2 separate regions of the Muntiacus reevesi genome follow, and region 1 is linked to region 2. Evidence: chromatin contacts called from public Hi-C data. All regions are on one chromosome and are shown on one strand. Each heading gives the region's core, a stretch centred on a gene start, on an enhancer-like site or on the middle of the called end of the contact. The rest is flanking DNA. Distances are from core to core; before and after follow the strand shown.

Region 1 (4,562 bases), core at 242-2,741, 160 kb after region 2:
GCTCAAGGTTTGGTCAGGACCCTGTGGACAAAGAGGCCCACTGCTTTGCCCGGAGGGTCTGCCTGGGCCTGGCTCAGATCCAGCTTCACCTGCACTGACTTCCTGGGGGTGCCCTGAGCCTGGCCCTCCTGGCATGCCTGGGGAGAACGCTCTGGGTCCTCTGCAGGAGCAGTGCTGGCGGGGGTGGACGGTGGGCTCAGGAAGTGGAGCCCTGTGCCCTCCACCCACGCCCACTTGTTCTCTTACAGGGACGTGTGCTGCCCTGAGCCTGCAGGAGGGACGGCGAGGTGCCCAGCATCCCACCCGCACAGCTGGAATCGGGGGGACTGGAGCCGACCTGCCATGGAGACTGTCCCCAGGCGTGCCTGCAGGTCCCCCTCAGCATCAGGACCAGGCACAAAGGATTTTCATGTGCCCAGTGGCAGCCATTCAAGCCTGTCTCCTTGAGAGGGGGCCCATTCGGGTCTGAAGGGGCATTTGGGAGTACCCTTCATCAATGGCTGTGCCCAGAGGGACAGTGACTTCACCCCCTGCCCTGGGGTAGAAGCCCTGGCTCCCTGGGTAGGATGAGGGGCAATGACACCTGCGCGTCTACCTCCTAGGCCTGACCCCTTGGGGTTCCTCCACCCCATGATCACCTGACTCAGGCCCCCCTTGCTCCTGTGCAAACTCTATACCCCATGGCCAAACACGCCATGCAGCTGTTTCCTGCCTTTGCTGGGAACTCAGGGCTCTGCTCAAGTGTCCCCTCCGAAGGAAAGTCTTCTTGGGCTCCATGGCGCCCAGTGTTCCTCCACCAGGGCCTGTTAGATCACATTTCCACCTGTGGCTGAAGCCCTCTTTAGACCAGCAGCCCCTGAAAGCAGCAAACATTTCGTTTTTGGCAGTGCTCAACATGGCATACTTTTAAAAATCCAAAGAAACATATAAAGCTTGAAGTATTATCAACATAAACATGAAGGGGATGTTAATCAAGGGCCTGCCTGACCTCTCAGGATGCTTGTCCTGGTATTAAAAAGCACATACTATGTATTTTAGAGTCAAGTCCTTAAGTCACAGGTGGCCGGCCAGGCAACAGAATGGAGATTTGGAGGCAGGTGTATCTGAGTCTGTCTGCAGTCCTAGGCAAGATACACAGGCCAGAGCTTCTCCTTCCTTGGAGGAGGGAGATCTCAAAGTGGGAGGAAGTGAAGGCCATCTCCTGTGTTGGGAACAGCTCTGGCTGGTGGTTTGGAGGTTTGGTGGTAGGAGATGAAAAAAATCTCAAGATCTTGGGGCTGACAGGAGGGGGTGTGGGGAGGGGACAGGAACACAGCACTCCAGGGAGCATCCCCCCCCACCCCATCAGAGACTGGAATGGATGGTGGTGTTGGTCCCTGGCCAGGTAGGAGAGGGTAAGTGAGAAGCAGGTTGTGGAGGGTGAAAGAAGCTGCGTTTCTGACGTGTGGAGTGTGAGATGCCTAGGAAACATCTCCCCCTGGGGACACGTACATGCGGGCCAGGATCCCAGGGAACTTGGGGTTCAGTCAGTTCTGGGTTGAGACTACGGAGCGGGTAAGATGTCCAAGAAGGGATGGTGAAGGCCCTCCTGGAGAGGACAGGCTGGAGAAGAAGTCCAGAGAGAAGGTGGAAACTCCGGGGCTCCAGGATTTGTGAGCAGAGAAAAGTCTCCGGGGCATTGACGTCCCTCAGGTCCCCACAGACCCTGAGGAGGGGAGCAGCCAGGATGTGAGGGGCCTGGAGGCAGCCCAGGTCCGAGGGTCTCAGAGATTGCGAGAGTTGGCCGGCCAGGAGCGGGGTGGGCCTCGTCTCGGTGCAGCGCTGCGCGCCCCGTCGAAGCCTGGAGGCGCATGCGCGGAGCGCGGGCATTGTCACGTGCTGCCGTCAGGCTCGCGGTCTCCTGGGAGTGGCCGGAGCGGTCCGGGCGGCGGCGCGCGCGGTGGCTGGGGGACAGCGGTGCGTCCCGGGCCGAGCCCCGAAGGGCAATCGAGTTCCGGCTCTTGGGGCGGAGTGGGGGGCGGGGGCCGCCCCTCCTCTCCCGGGGCCGGTGGGCTGGGTGCGCTCAGACCCCGGGAGTCCCGCCTGGATGGTGGCGGAGCTGCAACACTCGGGGGGCTTCCCTGTCTCCCGGGGCGGGTGGGGTGGGCGCGCCCAGACCCGGGGGGCCCCGCCCCGACAGCCGCTCGGTCCCCAGGCAGCCGAGCCGCCGAAGCCCTCGAGGATGGAGGTCCTGGACGAGTTCGACAGCGAGTTCCCCCAGACTGTGACCTTCTGCCAGCTTATCTCCGAGGAGGACTTTGAGACGCAGGCGGCGACCTACACGGAACGCGCGCTGCGCCGCCTCTTCCGCAGTCTCGACCGCAACCCGGCGCTGGCCGAGCGCGTGGTGCGCAAGGGCAAGCAGGCCGAGTGCGAGCGGCGCGGGCTCCTCTCCTTCCTCTGGGTGCGGCCGGCCGGGCCGGGGCGGGGCGGCCCAGGGTGGGGGCGCGGCCGGGGGCGCCGGCGTGGGCGGCGGGGTGGGGGCTTCCCAGAGGCGGCGGCTCAGGCATCTGGCTTCTTCCCCCCTGCCTCGCCTGCGGCCCTCGCAGGCCAAGGCGTCGTGTGCGGTCCAGGGGGAGCTGAACTGCTGTAACAGCATGGGCGCCCTGGAGATGCACCAGCGCTTGGAACAGCTGAAGAGACGCATCCACCGCGTGCACCTCTACTCCCAGGGTGAGCCCACCGCGCGCTGCGCCGGCCCGCCGGACTCACACCTCCCCGCGGGGCCACAGCGGGCTTTCCACGCCGGCTCGGTCAGTCAGGACCCCTGGAGGCCCGCACACTGTTTGGATGGGAGGCAAATTCGTGTTCACATGGGGACAGGTGAGGGTGGCACTGGAAGGTGGCCGCGTTCACTGCGACACCGGGAAGGCAACTGAGGAAGAGGCCACTCTGTTGACACCCCCCATGTGGTGGGGTGACCTCGCTTTCCCCCCATGCACTGGACTGAAGAACTGTGTTGTCCTTTGGGGAGCCCACTCAGTTTGTGTCCCTTGTCGGGGTCCCCGGTGTATCTGCCTGTTCCCCTCTGCCTGTGTGTCTTGGACGGTTGCTCTGCAGCTGTGATGAGGTTTGGATCTGGTCCTTGGGTGTGTCCATGTTCCGGGTTGTACGGTGAAGGCCTTCGTTGCGCGTCAGAGGCCCTGGCTCACCTGGGCAGGGGTGGGGGTAGCCCCACGGCACTCTTGCACCCAACAGCTGACCCCCACAGCATGCATAGCTCGCATGGCAGCCTCCCAAGGGATTCAGCTCAGCTCAGTCGTGTCCGACTCTGTGCGACCCCGTGAACCACAGCACGCCAGGCCTCCCTGTCCATCACCAACCCCCGGAGTCCACCCACACCCATGTCCATCGAGTCGGTGATGCCATCCAACCATCTCATCCTCTGTCGTCCCCTTCTCCTCCTGCCCTCAATCTTTCCCAGCATCAGGGTCTTTTCCAATGAGTCAGTTCTTCGCATCAGGTGACCAAAGTATTGGAGTTTCAGCTTCAGCATCAGTCCTTCCAATGAACACCCAGGACTGATCTCCCCTAGGATGGACTGGTTGGATCTCCTTGCAGTCCAAGGGACTCTCAAGAGTCTTCTCCAACACCACAGTTCAAAAGCATCAATTCTTCAGCTTTCTTTATAGTCCAACTCTCACATCCATTCATGACCACTGGAAAAACCATAACCTTGACTAGACGGACCTTTGTTGGCAAAGTAATGTCTGTGCTTTTTAATATGTTGTCTAGGTTGGTCATAACTTTCCTTCCAAGGAGCAAGCGTCTTTTAATTTCATGGCTGCAATCACCATCTGCAGTGATTTTGGAGCCCAGAAAAATGAAGTCAGCCACTGTTTCCACTGTTTCCCCATCTGTTTGCCATGAAGTGATGGGACCAGATGCCATGATCTTAGTTTTCTGAATGTGGAGCTTTAAGCCAACTTTTTCACTCTCCTCTTTCACTTTCATCAAGGGGCTTTTTAGTTCTTCTTCACTCTCTGCCATAAGGGTGGTGTCATCTGCGTATCTGAGGTTACTGATATTTCTCCCGGCAATCCTGATTCCAGCTTGTGCTTCATCCAGCCCAGCGTTTCTCATGATGTACTCTGCATAATATAAGTTAAATAAGCAGGGTGATAATATACAGCCTTGACTTACTCCTTTTCCTATTTGGAACCAGTCTGTTCCATGTCCGGTTCTAACTGTTGCTTCCTGAGCCGCATACAGGTTTCTCAAGAGGCAGGTCAGCTGGTCTGGTATGCCCATCTCAGAATCATGGCGTTATTTACCCCTGTTTTATTTTTATTTATTTACTTTTTTTCCTGTTTTATAGAAGAGGAAATGGAGGCCCAGGGAGGTTGCCCAGCATATGTGGGCCACACAGGAGTGGTCGTGCTGAATGGGGACTCAGGCCAGGGTTGCTCCAGGTGCAGGCCCTCAGCCTCCCCTCAGCAGCCCCCAGCAGCGCTCATGCTCTCCGGAGGGCCTTGTTGGCCCCTGCTGTGTTGATGGACTCTAGATTTGGACAGTAGAAAGAC
Region 2 (4,725 bases), core at 473-2,972:
AGCTCCCCGGGCAGCACTTCCCTGCTCAGGAGCCCCGGAGCTGCAGGGCCTGGCCGGTGTGCAACTTGGCTCCTCTCTCTCAGGAACGTCTCTCCTCCTCTAATCTACACCTGAGCCATAGAAGTCAGATTCCAAGGTCTTCTCTGCTTCGGTATTCTTCTTGTTCCTCTGGCTTCCTACTTCACCTGTTCTCAGTTGTCAGAGAGGCCTTTTTAAACAGTTCTCTGTTGACATTCTTTGGCCTGGGCCCTTTAACCATGCGACCCTTCCACCTGGGCCCTAAGACCTCAGGGAATCCTCCCAAATGTAAGTCAACACCTTCTATTTAGATTCCAACATAGGAATCCAGCAAACACAAGATAAACTCCCTTAGCGAGGCTAAAGACAGGCAGGATGGGCCAATTAAGGATACGGCAACAAGAAGTGGCAGTGGGAGAATGCTGGGATGGACCTCAAAATCCTAAGAGACTGCAAGTGACCAGCTCTGAGAGAAGTGTGCCAAAAGAGAAAATTATGAAAAGATGCAGTGAAAAAAACAATGAGCTACGAATGCTTAAAGTTAACTATTTTTAGCTGATATAGCAATAACTTTCCTGTTATTACATTCTTAAGAACATTTAAAAATAAGGCCCAATCTCAGCGTTTCATTAGTGGGCTGGGGCGGGAACTGCAGTGGCTAAGAAACAACAGCTCTCACCCAAGGTCCTAGCACCTCTGAAACCACCTGTGGATGCGGAGGAGGAGGACAGGTGAGCTGCTGCCGCAGAGTCACAGACCGCACCTGTATGGCTAGGACGTCTTGGCTGGGATGGGCAAGGAAACCTAAGGGCCTGGAGACTCGACCCGACTCGGACTCCGGGGCACTCAGCAGCGTCCAGGCAGACAAGACCCCTCTGTTCCCCTTTCGGCGAGCTGGAGGGGCGCTCGGTGCCAGAAAGAACCCAAAGACCCATCTCCTCGGATGCCTGACACCACAGGCGCAGGAGGAAGGGCTGAAGCCCCCGGGCCCCGGCCTCTGCCCAGGAGACGTGTAAAAGGAACAGACACTCCACGTCCCTAACCGGGTTCTGCTGTCCAGAGTCTCTACCTACCCGAACCGGACGGCGTGGACATGCCTCTCGACAACAAGTAGGAAAAAACAACACTCCGGCGGACTAACCTCCAGAGGTCGCCGGGAGCAAACCGCCCCTACGGGCGTGAAGACGGCGTCTCTCACCGTCGCTGACAGGCTGTCACCGACCGTCCAGTCACCAGAGCTCACGACCCGTCCTGGCTGACCGGGCGAGCCCCCCACCGCCGGAGACAGCGCACTCACCTCGGCGGAGGCGACCCCGATCTTCTCGGACTCGTACATGAGCGACAGGGACCTGCCGGTGCTGGCGGCCGTGGCCTCGGCCCGGCGCAGAGCCTCCTGCCGCAGGGCCGTCTGCCGGTCGGTGGGCGCGCCGGGCCCGTCCGCGAGGTCGCGGCTGTCCGACCACGGCGCCGGCCGGGCGTCCTCGTCCTCCGCGTCCTCGTCGAACGGGTTGTAGCTCCGTGGGTAGGCTGACATGGCGCCGGCGCTCGGCCCGGGACGGGCGGGAGGAGTCTGGTGCGGTCGAGGCGAGGTGAACGCTTGAGTCGCGGGCAAGAAAACGCCGCCGCCGTCACCTCGCCGAAGGCCTGAGAAAGCGTCCGCCAGCCTGCCTCAGGCGCCTCGCGAGCTGCTTCCGCCTGTGGCGCGCGGAGGCCCCGCCCCCGGAATCGACCATCGTGCCCCGCGGTGGGGAGGTTCACGCCCGTCACGCGCCGCGCAACAGCCGGCCGCGAGGCTCCTGGCTCCCCCTCGGTGGTGGATCCGCCCGAGGCCACGCCCCGCCGGCGTCGGCCAGCGAGAGGTCACGTGGCGGGGCAGCCGGATGCGGCCGCGCCTGCGCCGTGCGCCCCGGCGCTCGCGGGCCGAGTGCGGGAAGCCGGCGGGCGGCGCCGCTTCGCGATGATGGCGGCGGCCGCGGCCCGGGGAGCCGGCGGCGTTGGCGGCAGCGGCGGCGGCGGCGGCGGCTTCGGCTCGGGCTCCGGCGCCGGCGCCTCGCGGGGTTTCTACTTCAACACTGTCCTGTCGCTGGCCCGCTCCCTAGCTGTGCAGAGACCGGCATCTCTGGAGAAGGTAGCTTGGCTGCGGGGCGCGGGCTGACAGGAGGAGCGACCCGCGGCGCGGGAGGCGGGACGGAGGTCTGAGGGAGGCCGAGGGCGTCCCGGCGGCCGGAGACGCCGGGGGCTCGTGAGTGAGGAGCCAGCGCGGCGAGGGGCCGCGGGCCGGGGCATCGGCTGGAGTGGTCGGGGCGGGGGGTAGTCCGAGGCCCGTGTGGCGGGCGCGGGCGGGGCCCGGAGATCCGGGCGGGCTGAGGCGCGGGGCTGCCTGGTGACCCCGGCGGGCGGCTCCCCGCCTCGCCGCGATGTTCCGTGACCTTGGGGCGATGCCGCCCGCGGGGCAGGGGCGCTTCTCGGCGCTTTGCCCTGGGCGGTGAAAGGCGGGCGGAGCAGCGTCTCTGAGACGTGGACCCGCTGCGCGATGTTTTTCTCTGCGGCAAGAGGGGGCGTTAGACCGCAGAGCTCAGCTCGGGGGTTCCTTATCTTGGGAGGACGTGAAACGAAGCCCGGAGGGTGCCTGCGACGGTGGCGGAGATGCAACCTTTCGAACGGGAAAGTCCTTGCACCGTTACTGGAGGTTTTCTTGGACAGGTGACCTCAACACTCAGAGCCTCTGGTGTCCTCATCTGTGACACGAAGTTCTTGAGCGTTAGATGAGCTCGAGGAGAAGGTGTCTGGCCCACGTAGGTGCTCAGTGTAGGACAGCTTTCCTCCGCCACCGGGTGTGAGGATGAAGGGGATGACATGACTCTTCCCCGGCTTCCTGGTGGGTGGAAAGAAGCTTATCCAACAGTAGAAGAGCGGTTGGGGGTGGTTTTGTGGCTCTGGGGACGGGTGAAGCTAAAGGGCTGTTGCAGGCACTTTGACAGAGTGACCTGGGTCTTCCTTGACTCCTACTCCTGTAGATTCTCAGACTCACAGGGGGAGCGGGTCTTGGGAAACTGATGCCAGCCTGGCTTCTCAGTCAGAGAAGGAGTGTAATCGAACAGAAGAATATGGGTTGTAGAGATAAGATCACCTGGATTTTAATCCTGTATCATTCACTTCCAGTAGTGTGACTCTGGGCAGCTCAGTTCACCAGTCTGGTTCTCTGCTTTTTCCTGAAAAGTACAAAACACTTGATGAGAGACTTGGGAGGATCCGCGGAATGACTCGTGTAGACCTGGGTGCCTAATGAACGATCCCTGTTGTCATTTCGTGAGCCTGACTGGTGGACCACATCACTGGTTCATGAAGTCAAATCTGTGCCAGCTGGTCAGCACATTCTCTTCCTAGGAGGAGGACCAAGACTGCTGTCAGAAGTTTGCTCACTGGACTCAGAGAAGGGGGTGCAGCGAATTGGATGATCTTGAAGAAGGGTGTCCTGGGGCTCTTGCAAAGGCAACACGCTTCCCCACTCAGTAACTGAAAGATGCACTTTCAGCTTAGCTCTCCTGCCTCAGCCTTCTTCGCCCATCATAGGAACCTCCTGTAACTGTGACTTTGTTGTTAATAGCTTTGTCTCTTACCCTAAGGTTGCTGTGGTCAAGATTACAGAATGTGTTACAATTAAATAATGTAGCTTTTAGGTTGGTAGGCTCCCTAACCATCTCTTACTCTGTCTTCTGTGTCTCTGCCTCATTTACAAACCACTGCAGGAAAGAGTTAACAGCAAGCCACCGGGACTGCTGTCTTCAGAAGGGTCTGCTCAGGAAGTTGGCCCTTGGCTGGTGTGGGGAGCTTTGTGCTTGAACTGTCTGTCCCTTCATTCCCTAGCTGATAAGGATGGTTCACTGTGTCTGACTCCGCGTAAGCAGCGTGGTTTCTGTTGAGCACCTACTTTCTAGGCAGGCAGTGCTTAAGTGCCCAGCCCCCAGGAAAAACCTTGGCACGAACCTTGCTCCTGTGTTACCACATTGCTTGCTGCTGTGAGGGGAGCGTGCTTGGGGTGCACCCTCAGACGAGGGAGCGCAGAGGAAGCCCCTGCACGGCTTTCTCCAGTCTGTAGCTGTACTTGATGAGACCCTTTCACTGTGTGACATTTAATCGTGAGGACACCTGTGTGTGTGTGGCCTTTTTCCTACCTCTTTCTCTGGAGAAAGGTCTTGTGGCTGATTCCATTGGATATTGTGAATTCCTTCTGTCCTCTTCTACCATCCTGAGATTCAGTTATACCCCAGATCACTGTTCCTGTTCAGCCCTGCTCACAGGCGCGGTGTGCCTGATCGCTCCATTCCCCTACTTGAAACGGTGGATGAGAAGCCCTTCGCATTCCTGAGGGAAGGATTCTCGAGGTTCTTAAGAGTAGAGGAGTTTCTGAGTACCCACCTGGGCTAAGAAAGTGGAGACTTACAGGGAGAGGTGAGTGTTGAAAACCTCCCCTCCCATTTTTTTGTCTTCACTTCTCTCTCCTCCTTTTTTCCAGAGAGGGCAGTGGACTGCGTGGGACCTGGTACAGATAGGGTCCGCCCAAGGAAGGCTGCTTTCTGAGCTGGACTCGCCGTCTGGGCTCAGACACGGGTGCTCGGCAGCCTGCCATGCTTCTCGCGGCCCTGGGACGCGTTGGGGACGCAGCTTCAGCGTGCCCTGTCTTTGTCCCTTGGCCTGCCCCGGGGG

The links. A called contact is a pair of places that touch in the nucleus more often than the background predicts.
Region 1: a contact with region 2 is called in a Hi-C map of blood, with 4 times the contacts expected there. The contact joins the promoter of LOC136146024 here to the promoter of SNAP29 in region 2. A contact is called at or near these places in 2 of 3 Hi-C or Micro-C datasets (blood and muscle).

The regions. Positions count from the first base shown.
Region 1 is chr13:1,057,328-1,061,889 of mMunRee1.1, forward strand. LOC136146024 reads left to right here and starts at 1,492. Exons shown (of 7, transcript XM_065904845.1): 1 at 1,492-1,554; 2 at 1,693-1,956; 3 at 2,195-2,386; 4 at 2,589-2,712. The coding sequence starts at 1,492. LOC136146003 (a long non-coding RNA gene) reads left to right here. Exons shown (of 3, transcript XR_010658884.1): 3 at 249-1,122.
Region 2 is chr13:894,273-898,997 of mMunRee1.1, forward strand. It overlaps SNAP29 (synaptosome associated protein 29), which reads right to left and starts at 1,723. Exons shown (of 5, transcript XM_065904585.1): 1 at 1,316-1,723. The coding sequence starts at 1,552. PI4KA (phosphatidylinositol 4-kinase alpha) reads left to right here and starts at 1,931. Exons shown (of 55, transcript XM_065904409.1): 1 at 1,931-2,146. The coding sequence starts at 1,976.